Linked DNA regions of Mus musculus: all the other regions are linked to region 1. A link is a contact called in public HiChIP or PLAC-seq and promoter capture Hi-C data. All regions are on one chromosome and are shown on one strand. Each heading gives the region's core, a stretch centred on a gene start, on an enhancer-like site or on the middle of the called end of the contact. The rest is flanking DNA. Distances are from core to core; before and after follow the strand shown. Region 1 overlaps Kalrn (kalirin, RhoGEF kinase). Region 2 has its middle 54 kb from the start of 1700007L15Rik. Region 3 holds the start of Slc12a8 (solute carrier family 12 (potassium/chloride transporters), member 8).

Evidence for each region. Promoter capture Hi-C pulls out the DNA fragments that hold promoters and counts their contacts. HiChIP or PLAC-seq counts read pairs in DNA pulled down with a chosen protein or histone mark.
Region 2: an H3K27ac HiChIP or PLAC-seq map of extraembryonic endoderm stem cells shows a contact between it and region 1. The contact joins two enhancer-like sites. A contact is called at or near these places in 3 of 115 datasets of contacts at active chromatin or transcription factors (embryonic stem cells and extraembryonic endoderm stem cells) and 1 of 9 other capture datasets (embryonic stem cells).
Region 3: a contact with region 1 is called in a promoter capture Hi-C map of embryonic stem cells, with 2.9 times the contacts expected there. The contact joins the promoter of Slc12a8 here to the enhancer-like site in region 1. A contact is called at or near these places in 3 of 39 promoter capture datasets (the C10 cell line, embryonic stem cells and pre-B cells), 2 of 115 datasets of contacts at active chromatin or transcription factors (embryonic limb bud and embryonic stem cells) and 1 of 9 other capture datasets (liver).

The regions. Positions count from the first base shown.
Region 1 is chr16:34,079,246-34,084,311 of GRCm38.p6, reverse strand. All of the region lies in intron 34 of Kalrn (kalirin, RhoGEF kinase), which reads left to right. Among named protein-coding and RNA genes, the nearest start is that of Gm41448, 38 kb to the left of the region's middle. Within about 2 kb of position 1,996, at least 69 of the 459 cell types and tissues checked have an H3K27ac peak or open chromatin away from gene starts, as enhancers often do. A contact at or near this core is called in extraembryonic endoderm stem cells and liver, where this site is marked.
Region 2 is chr16:33,323,806-33,328,871 of GRCm38.p6, reverse strand. No RefSeq gene overlaps it. Among named protein-coding and RNA genes, the nearest start is that of 1700007L15Rik, 54 kb to the left of the region's middle. Within about 2 kb of position 2,076, at least 47 of the 459 cell types and tissues checked have an H3K27ac peak or open chromatin away from gene starts, as enhancers often do. A contact at or near this core is called in extraembryonic endoderm stem cells, where this site is marked.
Region 3 is chr16:33,515,178-33,520,243 of GRCm38.p6, reverse strand. Slc12a8 (solute carrier family 12 (potassium/chloride transporters), member 8) reads right to left here and starts at 2,049. Exons shown (of 13, transcript NM_134251.3): 1 at 1,868-2,049. The coding sequence starts at 1,915.

The DNA.
Region 1 (5,066 bases), core at 747-3,246:
ATGCACCTGCCTCTTTGTTTGGAAAAGTTAGAGCGAGTTGGACTGGATCCGGCCAGCGGAGAGCACAGCTCTTTGGAAAAAAAAATCTAGGACAACGGGGGACCCGGCAAACTGGAATTTCCTCCTAGATTCCTGAAACTAAATTTTGACCAAAAATCCTTTCCCGTGGTAGCCACTTACTTACATCTGGTGCTCACAGATGTCTACTGGGATTCTGGGGACCCTCTACCACTCAGGGGACCCAAGTCCATCTCAAACCACAACTTGGTAATCAACAACCAAGAGCCAAGAGCTAGGTCCAGCTGGTCTTATTCTATCAGAGTCTGTCTGAGTATCCAAGCAAATCCAGAAGACTTTGTAAGACGTCCAAGGGGTTTCCTATGACCCCTCCAGGCCAGATGGAAGTTCAGTTCAGTTCAAATCTGAAGCCAGGTGTAGACACCTAGTGTGGTCCAGTCAAACTGAGAACTATGAATTCCACACGGGCTTAGCAAGGCCTGGGCTCCCAGACTGTGTCTGACTCCTAGTCATGGGTAATTCCTCCAAAGACCCCTTCTCCGTTTAAAATGTAGATGGAGCCATGGATTAGGTTCCTGTGTGTGTGTGTGTGTGTGTGTGTGTGTGTGTGTGTGTGTGTGTGTGTGTTGTCTTTTATACACATCTTCTGAAGTGCTCTCAAGTCAAAATAAAAATCAATGGGACACTGAGACTGTCCCTTGGCAGGGTGTGGAGATGGATTTTATTTGGGCAACTGGGGCCCTGTCTGAAAGAGTAACATAAATATCAAAAGTTTTGTTGCTCCCTTTCATTGGGCCCCTAACACACTGTGTGAACTCTGGGTCCTATTAAAGGAGTCTTTCCAAAAGGCCTTGCTAAGTATTATGGGAAACCACAAAGAGAATACAGCCAAAGTGCACAGGGCCAGATATGGCTGTGTGGAGTTCCAGTTTGGGTACCTTGCTTGAAGCTGCTTTATTTCAGTAGCTCGGATAGACTGGGCACAGTGTCACACCACAGTCCTAACGCTGGGACTGAAGCCAGGAGGTCAAGGCCAGCCTGGGCAGCACAGGGAGGGAAGGGGACAAGGTACTCACATGGAAGCCTTTACTCTGCAGACCCTGAGCATCTGTGCTCTCTGGCCACAAAGGGCCATGGTGGCACCTTTACTTTATGACCTCTGTCCCTGTGGAACTGTCAACCTGTGACCTGAAGCTTCATCTTAGGTAGCTTACCACTGGGATCTAAATTAAAAACAGCAGACTCCCATTCCCTGCCTCTTCCCTTGGCCATTCCCACTCATCCTGAGCACCCACCCATCCCACTCACCCAAAGGCGGGGATCAGCTTCTGTCCTGAGGTCTCGCCATCCACAGCTCCTGCCTCTCCCAGGACCCACCACCTCCACAGTTATGGCCCCCATCTCAGGTGTGTCTAGGGACCCCTCTTTGGATACATTGTAGATCTGATTGTGGGCCGTTGTTCTAAGTCAGTTCAGGGATAGGCCTAGAGACATGGCTGAGCAGTTAAGTCCAAGAAGTCTTGGGTTTGATGTGCAGCACCCACTTGTCAGCTCACAACTGTCTGGGAACTTCAGTTCTAGGGTATCTGACTCCCTCTTTTGGTCTCCATGGGAACTGCATGCATGCAGTACAAAGACATGCACACAAGTGAAAACACCCATACACATAAATAGTAACAACAAAGGTTAAAAAAAAGAAAAGCCAGCAACAACCCTGCTTGTTCATTTGTGTTCTGTCAGAGTCAGAAGCCTCAGCAACCCTTGTAAGGTTTGTTTCAAGCTTTCTAATTTTTAATCTCCCAGTTCCTTGTGATTTGGTTTAGAAATTCTGTCCCTTCAGCCTAACAAATAGTGCTTCCATTTGAGAGCGTCAGCAGCCAGCCATACTACACTGACTCCCTCTCTCCTCACACAGCTAGTGATCCGGCTCAGTCCCAGGGAGGTGGTCAGGTCTAAATTTAACTCTGACCCTTCTGCCAGCGAGGCAAGCCAGAGCTTTGAGAGCAAAACCAGAGCTGGGCTGTTCCCAGGGAGTGTGTATGTGTGGGAGAGGGGAGGGGGAAGGGAGGGGGATGGGCCTTTCCAAGAGCCTAAGCTGCCCTGGGAGAAGATGAGGAGGCAGTGGGGGGCGGGGCGGGACCACAGGTATCACTGTTGGCCTTTATCCTAGCTTGTCTGAGTCGCTCAGAGAAAGTCCCTCACACTCTCCGGCCCTCCCAGATTCCTCCCATTGTAAAATGTCCATGACATAACTCAGTGGCTTGTAATTGCCATGGCTACTTGCCAAACATTATGCTACAATTATGTGTTCACCTTTGTCTCCTAATCCAAAGACAACCGGTCACAGGTTAGAGAGATACACAACCTGCTCATTGTGCTATGTTGATAGCTTGCCACCACCGGCTCCAGGCTTGAGTCGGTTGGCATCTTCTTCTGTATCCGTGGGTGCATATGGCAGAGACGGGGCGGGACCAGTGTCTGAAGTCCTGGTTGTAGAATGGCTGTGTCAAGACGGGCACTAGGAGCAGAGCACTGAAGGCAGTTTAGCCCCATGTGTAAGTACGGTCCGTCGCATTCAGCACTCTGTGCCGTAGAATGCGTCTGTGTGATGCTTCTGGCCTTGGGTCAGGTTATGATTCAATGGGATCATCTCTGTGTTTCTATCTGATCTCTGACAGATGCTTAGCAAGCAGTCCTATGAGTTCCTGTGTCTTTACAAAGTGCCTTCACTGGAAGTTAAGAGGCAAAAAAGAGCCCAAAGCTTTTGTGGGGAAATGCCTGGTTAGTATCACAAGTGGACTTGACTGGGAGGGAGTGTAGGCCAGCCAGCTATCTGGGGCTTAGCTGTCTCTTCTCTTCTCTCTCTCTCTCTCTCTCTCTCTCTCTCTCTCTCTCTCTCTCTCTCCCTCCCTCCCTCCCTCTCTCCCTCTCTCTCTCCCTCCCTCCCTCCCTCTCTCCCTCTCTCTCTTCCTCTCTCTCTTCCTCTCCCTCTCCCTCTCCCCCCCTCGCTCTCTCGCTCTCAGTAAACGATCTAATCATGAGCAGTTCTTTTAGCGCTGAGTTTCTCGCTGGCATCAGTGCTCCCTAAGTGTGCCAGCTCTGTCTGGTAACCTGACTTCCATAGGCCAGTTCCTTCCACAGTCTGCTCTAGAGAACATAGGTGGTTGTGAGGATTTAGGTGAAAACACAGAGTTCCTGGCTCCCGAGCTCAGAGGATGCAGGCAGACTCTAGCTCGAGGGCTGTAACGTTCTCCCCAGCGCCAGGTGTTTTTTGTCCTTACAAGGCCTTCATTCCGAACGAGCTCCTAAGTGGGATGGGGTGGACAAGTGAGCACTGCTTTCAAGGAGACAGATGTGGGACATGGGCCTCCTGTCTGGGCCTTTTGCCTGATCTTTGGGCTGTAGGAGCCTCTCCACTATTGATCTGCAGATCTTGGGCTGAGTTTAGGTGCTGGTTCTCCTAAGAGTGGTCTCCTCTCAAACCCTGGAGGCCAATGTGGTGGATTCTTTTTTTTTTTTTTTAACTTTCCTTCTTTTTTCTTTTCATATGTTTGTATGTGTTGTCTATGTGTGCGTGTGTTTGTATGTTAACTTGTGTGTGGATATATGTGTGTATGCATGTTCATATGGAAGTCTATTTGACATCAGGACTCTCTCTGCCTGGATGGCTCTCCACCATGATCTTTAAGGACAGGATCTCTCTTCTAACCCAGAGCTTGCTAATACTGTAGTCTCACTAGCTAGCTTGCTCTGAGGATCCCATGTGTGTCTTCTGGAGTTATAGGTGGGCTGCCATGACCATGTGGCTTTTGTGTGCATTCTGGAGATCCCAGCTTCAGTCTCTGTACTTCCAAAGCAGACTGTTTGACTGCTGAGCCGTCTCCCAGCCCTGTGTTGGATTCTTTAAGCAGGTTTTATTTATTTGTTTGTTTGTTTGTTTGTTTATGACAAACCACTACTAAGGGGCTTCGTATCTGTTCATTGTGTGCCATTACTCCACATTCATGCTCAAAGCAGATCCCCTTAGACATGTTCTTTTAATTACTATAGTTATCTGCTTGGCTCTGGTAAATGCCTGACCTGCCATCTACATCTGTTTAATTTCCGTTCTGTCATCAGAACTAGATGGGCCAACTAGAGCTTATTATATTTAATAACCACATTTCTCACTTTACACACACACAAAACAAAGAAACCTGATTCTTCGTGTGAATGTACTATTGGTTAAATTAGTCTTTTTTTTTTTTTTTTTTTTTTTTTGACAAGGTTTTATTATGTAGCACTAGCTGGTCTGGAAGTCTTTTCTGTAGACCAAGCCAGTTTCGAACTCACAGAGATCCGCCTGTCTTTGCCTCCTGAGCGCTGAGATTAAGGGCCTGCGCCACCACACTTTCTGGAGTTGGCTTACAGCTTCGTGTTTAGTGAGGGGGAAGACGTTCTGGATTTCTGGGGGCCATCTAATTTGTATCCCATCGTCCTCCTTAAGTTAATCCTTCTAGTCCAGAGAGTGAGATGTCTGTGTTATTGCAGGACACACTGCTGGGGTAGAGACTGAGCAGGCAGGGTTTCACCTCTCAGAGCCAGGAAGTCTGGGGAGCGCTTATGAAGAGCAGGCATGCTGGGGAGACAGCCAGCAGATGCCCTCCACAGTGAATGTCAGCCTGGGTCTGATGGGAAACAGGGGTAGTTTAGGAATCACTGAGACATGTCCATCTTTCCTGCATGGTGCTCAGAGGACAGAAGGACAGAGGTAGAGGGGGAGAACTTTGTTTACAGTGGTGTCATGACAAAAGGCCTGGGTCTTGGAGGGTCAGGGCTGGTGCTCTTTACCTAAGAAACCAAGGACATAGCACAAAGGGCACGGAGGCCTGGGTAAGGAAGGAACTTCCCTAGCAAAGACAGACAGACAGACAACAATGCATGGTGTGCACTGCAGTATCTGCTGCCCTTCGGCTCTGTGGTTCAGCCTACTCATTTCTCAGATGAGAACACTGAGGCTCGCAGTCATGAAACCATTCTTCCCAGAGCAGGTGGCTAAATGAGTTGAG
Region 2 (5,066 bases), core at 827-3,326, 760 kb after region 1:
GGGGACATTTCAGATTTAAATCACAACAGCCTGGATTCTGTCCTCACTGGACTCCCATAGCCCCAGGCCCTTTTAGCCTCAGCATCCCTAAAGATCCCTCCAGAGGTGCTTCCCCAGAGACAGCATTTCCTGATGCATTAGTTACCGTCCCCCTTACTGTAACCAGAAACCTGACTAAATCAACTCTGAGGGGACTGAGGTGGTTTGAATGAGAATATCCTCAAATTGGTCCTGACATCTGAATACTTGGTCCCCAGTTTGGGGAAGCTTAGAAGGTGTGGCCTTGCAGTGGAAGTGAGTCACTGGTGGCTGTCTTGAGAGTTTATAAAAGACTCATGCCATCTCAGGTTAGCTCTCTCTGCCTCCTGTTTGTGGCTTAAGATGTGAGCCCTCGGGCTGGAGAGAGTGCTGGCTGCTCTTCCAGAGGTCCTGAGTTCAATTCCCAGCAAACACATGGTGGCTCACAACCATCTATAATGAGATCTGATGCCCTCTTCTGGTGTGTCTGAAGACAGCTACAGTGTACTCACATGCATTAAATAAATAAATCCTTAATAATAATAATAATAATAATAATAAAAGATGTGAGCCCTCAGCCATCAGTTTCTAGCTCCACTTGCCAAGCCTGCCTGCTGCCTCACGTCCCTAGTGATGAACTCCTATTCCTCAGGAATTGTAGCCCCAAATGAACCCCTCTTCCTGGACTTCTTTGGTCCTGGCAATAGAAAAACACCTAAAATGGGATACAACCATGGTAGCTGGGAGTCATGGTCACAGGAGTAGGCAGTTGATGGTTATTGTTCATCCAAAGCCAGGGAGAGAGGGAGAGAGAGGGAGAGAGAGGGAGAGAGAGAGAGAGAGAGAGAGAGAGAGAGAGAGAGAGAGAGAGAGATGTTTTTCCTTTTCCCATTCTTATTAAGTTGATATTCTCAGCCCATGGAAGGGCCCTACCTTCTTTCAGGCCGAGTCAAACCTCTCTGGAAGTATCCTCAGATATCTGGCCACTTCTGTGTCTCTTAGGTGATTTAAAATCCATTTTAAATGACAATAAAGATTGACTATGCCAGGCAGTGGTGGCGCATGCCTTTAATCCCAGTACTTGGGAGGTAGAGACAGGCAGATTTCTGAGTTCAAGTCCAGCCTGGTCTATAGAGTGAGTTCCAGGACAGCCAGGGCTACACAGAGAAACCCTGTCTGGAAAAAAAAAAAAAAGATTGACTATTACACTCTATTTTTAAAGGCTTACATGTATATATGAGTATGTGCCTTCATGTACAGATGAGAACTACATCAGAGTAGTACCCAAGGAGGACGGAAGAGGGCACTGGATCCTCTGGAACTGGAGTTACATTTGGTTGTGAGCTGCTGTGTGGGTGCTTGGAACTGAACTGCCAGATCCCCTAAAAGAACGGTAACCACTCCTAACCAATGAGCGTGTCTGCAGGCCCTCACACTCTGCAGGAGTAGGACTGATGTATTCCCCCTCCCTCCATGCCTCCCTCCAGTGGAAAGCCCCGCTCCAATCTGCTTACTTTGCTCAGGTCTTAAGTCTGATCTCCACGTTGGCACAAGGCCAGTTTTACCAATAAGACCCTGCTTTGTCTGTCTATGTGATGTCTCGAATTCTCAAAGAAAGCTGCTCAAGAATTGGCACACGCCTTTAATCCCAGCACTCGGGAAGCAGAGGCAGGCGGATTTCTGAGTTCGAGGCCAGCCTGGTCTACAAAGTGAGTTCCAGGACAGCCAGAGCTATATGGAGAAACCCTGTCTCGGAAAAAAAAAAAAAAAAAAAAGAATTTCGTTATTTTAGTCTAATGAGAGAGAAAGAGAAAGAGAAAGAGAAAGAGAAAGAGAAAGAGAAAGAGAAAGAGAAAGAGAAAGAGAAAGAGAGATGGGAGGGAGAGAGAGAGAGAGTCATGTCCAGCCTGGCAGTGTGAGTACTTTGCTACCAGAGAAGCAGGAAATTTATTTGGGGGAAAAAAAGCCACACAGCTGCGTTCCCTCTGTTCAGGGCTTAACACATTCCTCACAGTGAGCAGACATTCTTCCCTAGGATACGGAATGTGGCATTCAGTGAGCATATTCCCCACCTGCTCACCTTCCTTGTGGCTCTCACATTACTCACAAGGAAGAGGCCTGTCTCTGAGAGGGAGTGTTTGACTCAGTGCGGTCTAACTCTCGATTTAGCTGGTTCTGGCCGGAGAACTTGGCAGCTTCGCCAACGTCCTTGGCTGGCACATGGAAGACGTTTTCAATGTGAGGCTCAGTGGGGACGTAAGGGTTAATGTGTACATGCAAATGGGCACACGTCAAGGGTGCACATGCAAGTGCACACATACCAAATCCCATGTTTATCATGTTCTCTGGCTGCGATTCAAAACAAGGGACTACCTGTTGCCGGCTAGGTGCTCATCTTCGAAGTGGCTCTGGAGAAGTCCCTGCTCTGTGTCATTTTAAAACGGAAGGTTGTTCAAGTTGCACCACGTCTTCAGAGGTGTGCAGACCAGGAGGGGAGCTATTAAATCCAGTCGGCCTGCATCAATAGCCCGTGGTTGCCAACTGCAGGTTGGTTGGTGTTCTGGGAAGCACAGCATACAGCTTTCTAATCAAAGGGCCCATTGTTCCAGATCCCAATTATCCCAGCCCGGCTTGTCACGAACTCTGAGGTGCACACCCTGCCTACTCTGGAAAGTGGTCATGTGTTTAGGAGATTCAAGCCTTGTCACGTTATCTCAACCCCTTGGAGGATTAGGATACACGCAGAGGCAGCTAGCTGGCAGCTTCCTGGTAGAGCTTTTACCAGTTTTCCCCTAAATGTGCACAGACTCAAAGAGGGAAAGGCCTCTCAAGTCGATCAGACAGTGAAAGCACGTGAATCCAGCAAGTACCCAGTAAACAGTCACTGCCTTTGAAAAACCTCCAGACCAGGCACTCCCCCAACCTTTGTCTTACTATTACTGTGTAAGAGATTACACGCCCCAAATTGGCCAGGTGTGGTGGTACACATTGTTAATCCCAGCACTCAGGAGGCAGAAGCAGATCTCTGTGAGTTCAAGGCCAGCCTGGTCTACATGTTGTGTTCTAGGACAGCCAGAGTTACACAGACAATCTTGTCTCAGGAGAGGAAGAAAGGAAAGGAGGGAGGGAGGGAGGGAGGGAGGGAGGGAGGGAGGGAGGGAGGGAGGGAGGGAGGAAGGAAGGAAGGAAGGAAGGAAGAAAGGAAGGAGAGAGGGAGAGAGAACAGAGAGGGAGAGGAGGGGAGAGGGAGGGGAGGAAGGGATGAAAGAAAAAGAAAACCTCCTCAAAATATAGTGTCTTAAAATGACACAGTTCTTACCATCTTGAGTCTCTGTGGGACTGGAATCCAGGTGCAGCTTTTCTGGATGCGCTGGCTTCAGGTTCGTCAAAAAGCCACAGTTATGCCAAAGCTCCCTTAAAGACATATCTTTAAGATTCAGTTCCTCGAGGGCTTTGGCACTGAGGGTCCCTGTTTCTAACAGTGCAGGTCAAACCACACCACAGAAACTTTAAATCGAGGATAAGCAGCAATGCCCCACTCACCCTCCCCACCCCCAACACACTGCTTCGAGTCCAAGGATATCTTAAAGGTGTAGAACTACACAATTGCATTTGTATCTCTTTCTATGATGTCTTCAACGATTCATCCACTCGGTGACTAGACTTGGACTTGTCCAGTATCAAGCACTATTCTCTTCCCCCTTCCCTTTCTCCCTCTTGCTCTGGCCCCGCTTGCTCGCTCTGGACTCTGCTTGCTCCCGGCTCTACTTGCCCTGAGCCCTGTTCAATCCGGGGCCCCGAAACAAGCACCATTTTGGGTAATAGGAATAGAGAAATAGGATGATAAAACAAAGTAACCTGATTATGGAGTTCACAATCCAAGAGAGAAGATAGAAAATATACAAGGGGAGAAGGATTACATAGCAACTAGTCTCTCTGTCTGTCTGTCTTTCGGATTTATTTAGGGGGCTGGAGAAATAGCTCAGCAGTTAAAAGCACTTGTTTATTCCTTTTTCTTTCTTTCTTTTTGAGAATTGGTATTTTATTTATTTTTATGTACACTGGCATTTTGCCTGCAATAGGTTTGTGTGAGGGTGTCAGATCCCCTGAAACTGCAGTTAAAGACAGTTGTAAACTGCCATGTGTGTTCTAGGAATTGAACTCAGGTCCTATGGAAGCAGCCAGTGTTCTTACCTGCTGAGCCATCTCTCCAGCCTCTGGTAGAAGACTTCACAGCCAGGCAGTGGAGGCACCTGCCTTTGATCCTAGTACTTGGGAAGGAGAGGCAGGTGAATCTCTGAGTTTGAGGTCAACTTGGGCTATAGAACAAGTTCCAGGACAGCCAGGGCTACACAGTGAGACCCAATTTGGAAAAACAAGCAAGCAAACAAGAAAGAGGACTGGAACCACTCTTTCCCCTATAAGTCCTAGTTCCTTTCCCTAACAAAACAGGAATTGAAATTATGTAGCAGATGAGATTATAAGAATCAGAAAGCTGGTTGAAGATGACAAAGACATCAATTAGCGATGCAGTTCAACTGCTGTCCACAGAAATCAGAACTGACGGAGAACCTGTCACCGCAGTCTCTCCTGTTCCTACTGACCTACTGAGCTGGAGGCAATGGTGGATGCCTCAGCAGACGGCGGCAGACCAGGCTGGACAATTCTGTCTCACTGGTTCCACATGTGCAGAACCTGGGAGGGTGAAGCCTGTGAGAAAATGCTACCAAATAAAAGAAAGGTCGAGTCTTCTCATCTCTAAAGAACGAGTCTCCTATACACACACACACACACACACACACACACATCAAATTACTGCAAAACAAGAAGAAACTGTTAGGGAATCATTTGGCGTCATCACTAGAAAGGAAAAAAAAAAGACGTCTTTCATAAAAAACAATGAAAAGAAAGCAGGGGAAAGTGATAGGTTTTCAGCTGGGACCATGAACGCCTGTGGCCAACAAACGGGGGTCATCTCAACAGCCCAGCTGGCTAATTCTAAATACATGGCTTCTCTCTCACCCACTACACCCAACAAACTACTAGAA
Region 3 (5,066 bases), core at 800-3,299, 560 kb after region 1:
CAGGACTTGGTTCATAGTAAGCATTCAGTAAACATTTAGTCCACATTTAGTCCACAGGGCGGCCGTATACATGATCAGAAGGACCAGCTGGCAAATGCACACGTGATTTAGCACAGCAAGGTCAGGCAAAAGAAGGACAAAGGCAGGAATGTCACATGCAGAATGACACCCGGGAGGAAGTGCTTCCCAGTGTCTGAGTCATGTTCTCCTCCTCTTAGTTCTTTTTTTTTTTCCGTTTATGAAAAGATATATCTTGTGAGGAAAATTACAAAATGAAGCTAAAAGTCACATAGCCTCTCCTTAGGAAGTCAGACCATGCTCTAGGTACCACCCGGTGGGCACCTCACTTAGAGCACAAAATTCGTGCCTCAGCATCCTTAACATCTAGACATCTTGCAAACGCTGATCTATCATATAGTGACAAAGACAGCAATTTTCTTCTCTGCTTCTGGTCATGGATGAAATGTAGCAGAGGGCAATGTAAATGTTTGAAGTAATACAAGCCATCCATTCATAAGCAGGCAAAGACCAAATCCTACTGGCTGTCTTAGAGAGCAAAAGCTTAGATGGGACTATGTCTTTCATAAGCCAACCTACCAATTCTCAGTCTAGAGCTGCGGCCACTAACTCCTAACACCAACCTAAATCATCCCAGGGTCAGTTACTAGGAAACTAGAGACCAACACTTAATCCAGAGTCCAGAAAAATTCTTCAGAGTGGCACACCCCAAACTGTTCACTCTACCCTGCCTTCACGTTCCTGCAATAATCCCCAGCAAAAGCCTTGGTCTTAGACTCCTTCCACTCCTGGCTTTGGTCACCTGACTAACCAGGTGCATCCCCTATGGTCTGGCACAGAATTTTTGAGGACTCAGAAATGAAAGCAAAGGTTTTTTTGTTTCGTTTTATTCTGTTTTTAATTTTGTTTTTAATGACACAGACTAGCACCAATGTGTTAACATATAATACTGTTACTTGGAGACTAGATCATCCCCCAACTGCATTACAAAGTCATTAACTGACTTCAGCCTAGTTCTGCCACTCCTTGTCATATGTTTATGGAGCATTTACCGCCTGCTGGTCAGCAGGCAGCACGCCTTCACTGGCATCTGTGCACACATGAAAAGGGTTAACATGTGGCTTGGATGCCCCTACCACCTCCGGACTTTCAGCTCTAGACCTTGTTCTTGAAATATATATTCTTTCTCCTGCTGAAGGGCTTACTCCCCTCTCTTGCAGTGCAGGAACACCTCCCTGCCTCTCACTACAAAGCATAAAGGAAACCCAGGGGGCAATGAAACACCAAGGTGACTGAACACGGATGGCAGAGACCCCATAAGCACCAAGGTGTGGGCTTTCATTTAAGGGATTAATCCTTCAATTCTATATCAACCATCGACCACAAATGGAATATTTTACACTACACACTACACACACACACACACACACACACACACACACACACACTAATAACCAACAAGAAGGACTTAATAAAAACAAAACCAGCAGACATCAGGGAGTCCAGAAACCCCCTGATTTCCGTAGATTAGCTTTTCTAGAAATAAACTTACCTTCTGACTTTGATCTGATTTGTTATTAAAGGGAGTTCATATCATTTGAGTCTCAGCCTCCACTCGTGGCATTCTTCCCATGATGGGGTGGAGGGCAGAGAGCGGAGTACATTACAGCTAATGCCAAAGGAGACTTTCTGCACGGTTAACTGCTGTCCGAGGTATTCCCTCAACGCCTAAGTAAACCTGAGATAACTGCTTTGAAAATACTGCACTGCCACAGACCCCCCCTCTGCTGGCACCTGTCTGTCTGATGGCCTCTGCCAGCTCCACCACCACCCCTGTAACCAGACTTACCTGCTGGGCTGCCTCGTGGAAGAGTTCTTGCGGAGACCTCTGGGCCATTCTCCAGGAAGTGAGGTTCTGATACTTTTATCTAGATAGGGAGACCACTCTGGAAAGCAAACATCACTCTGTCAGGCCAGGCCCTCCCTCCCTCCCTTGCTGCTTCTTGCCTGTCCAGCTTCCTCTGCACTGAGAAAGGTCGTGGGTGAAGTAGAAACCTTGTTGGCCCCATCTGGGGACTCCTCCCCACTGCTCTCTTCAGAACCTCATTTATGGTTCAGAGCCCGCCTGATCATTTCCCGTTGTCCTGGGGTCACAGGAACTCCTATAGTTCACTCCCTACTCCCTGAACTCCTGAATATTGGGGAATGGTCTAGGCTGACTGCTCAGCTGCCTAGCCCTTAAAGACATAGTCCTACACTCTTTTCCCCAGTGCCTTGGGAACCCTTTGTTCAGAGCAAGGACATTTGGGGTCTTGCTGGAACCCGTGTCTGGTGGTGAGTGCAGGCAGAGTGTACTGGAGGCAGAGCCAGAGGGCTGGCGGCTGTCTTGAGAGGCCCCTGGACCCTGGCCAGAATAGGGCAGGTAAGAAAAAGATGTCAGAAAAGTACAGTTCTGGCCCACCAGAGGAGTTGATCTGGCTTTCCTGAGGCCAGGGACCTTGCCCCATGACATTTGAAAGAAAAAAGAGAGGGAGGGAGAAGGGCTGAGGCAACTGGCCGTGCTCCCCATCCTGCAGGAGACTCGTGGGGAGAGGAATAGGGCAAGATTCCTTTGGGACACATCACCCTAAAAAGATCTGAGGGCTGCGGGATGAGGCTCTGGGCACCAGAGTCAGGTCCTTGCGACCCCAGCCACTCTTCCCCTCCACAGAGCAGTGCCCGCACCCTCACCTGCTCCTACTCAGGCTCCGGAGGCCACGCCCGCCCCACCCGGTCCTGCCACGTGGCCGCAAGCGCTCCTGGCCACCTGCCCTGCATCTCGGGCGACCCCGCCCCAGCGTCCGGACTCGAGCATCTGGACTAGAGACCCAGGCCCTGAGCACCCCCTGTCCGAAGGGCGGTGGTTCAGTCAGGTGACACCGAACTGGCAGGAAATGGAGCTTCCAGAATGCGGCCCGGGCATGCTGAGAGGCGGGGGTGGGGGGCTGACCCTCACCACTTCAGCAGGACCACTGAGCCACCTCGGGTTGCAGGACGAGGGGTGGGAATTAACATACAGAGAGATTAAATTATCTCCATTTTCAATCTGGCATAGTTCCTAAACCTTAAATAACTTGCCAGGCTTCCATGTGGGTTTCTGAGAAACAGGAGGGCAGCTGGGAGTACTTCCCACGCCCACAAGCCTTTGTGTGGAATCCCTAAAAATAGAGGCTGTTCTTTTAAAACAAAAGGGAAGGCAAAGCCCGGGAACACTGGTGGCGCCCTCTCCTCTCTTTGCTGCTCCAGGGAAGTTGTTCCTGTGAAGGTGTCTTATGTAAAGTTTGCAGTCTGGGCCATTTTAACAGTGTGGAAAATCTTGCTCCCAGTGTTTGGTGCTCAAAGATCCATCATCACTACACCCAAGACGTTTTTTTCATCACCCCATACAGAAAACACACATTCTGCCACTCCCCACCCATGGTGTCCCCATGCACTGTCTGTCTTTCTGTCTACTCTGAATATAACTGGCCTCTAAATGGAATACAACAACATTTATTATCGTTTTGTGCCTGGCTTGTCACACGTGAGCAGCACACCCCCAAAGTCCTTTCTATGTTGTATACATCAGCATACAAGCAGATTGGGTTTTCATTCCTTTGTGGGGTTTTGTTTTCAGTTTTGGCTTTACAATGCTGGGAGTGGAACCCAGGGCTTTGTCTTTTTGTTTTTGGGACTGCTTTCCCACGGAGTTATATCCCCAGCTTGTAGAGGAGTGTTAATAGCCCATCTCTGCAAAAAGCAAAACCCCCATTTCCACCAGAATGAATCACAGATTACCTGTCTTTGAGAAGAGGATGGACAGACAGAAGGATGGCATATTGCTAAGACTCATGACGTGGGCATCTCATCACCTGCACGGCCGGCTGGGAAAGCCTTCTTTCTTCGTCACTTTTTAGGTGGTTATAGGACACTCTTTTACTTTGCCTTTAACTAGGTTCCTGATTGCTGTCAACATCTGGGGAGCCTACTGCTAAGTATCAGCCAGAACTTTAAGAAATCCACACAGGAGAAAAGGAGACTCACCCCTCTTTTTTACCATTACTTCCTGCAATAAACTCTTTTCTAAATAAATGAAAAAAGAGTTTCCTTGAAAGCCTGTCTTCTAAACCTTAGGATAAATGTGTCCATATCTTTTTTTTTTTCATTTTATGGTTAAATAGAGAAACTCAGTTGTTTGTAAAGAAAAAGTATGTCCTGCTTTATGCCAACTTAACTTATAACCTGAAAATATGACAACAAAAACTAACAAAAAAAATGGGAGTGGTGTCGCACATCTTTAATCTTCGCACTAGAGAGGCAGAGGATAGCCTGGTTTAAAAAGTGAGTTACAAAGCTGGGCGTGGTGGCACACGCACGCACGCATGCACACCTTTAATCCCAGCACTTGGGAGGCAGAGGCAGGAGGATTTCTGAGTTCAAAGCCAGCTTGGTCTACAAAGTGAGTTCCAGGACAGCCAGGGCTACACAGAGAAACCCTGTCTCGAAAAACAAAACAGAAAAGTGAGTTACAGGACAGCCAGGACAGACAGAGAAACCTTCTCTCGAAAAACCAACCAAACAAACAAAACAAAACACCAAATAAACAAACGAAAGACCCAAAATGCTTGTGCCAAAAAATAGTATCTTCCATATTCTTAGAATGGACCATCTCCATTTCTAAGCTGCGATCCTCTGTGGCCTAAGAGAAGGGTGTCCATTGCCTTATTTACCTCTAATACTTGAAAGCATGAGAACCTAAAGTCCATTGGCAGAAGATGGATTAATTTAGGACAGCCAGTGCTTTAAATCAGGTGGTTTCCCATGTACTGACACGAACCTCGCCCATCACATAATGAATACAAACAGCAAGTTGCAGGACACCGTGAGTGATGTGCTGTAGCCCATATATGTGTCTATAGATGTATCGTGTGCACGGGAAACACCATCAATCTATTGGGTTTGTTTCTCTCTAGAAGGAGGAACCAGGGTTGTAAAATAGGAGTGGAAACCCACTTTGGTGGATACATCTA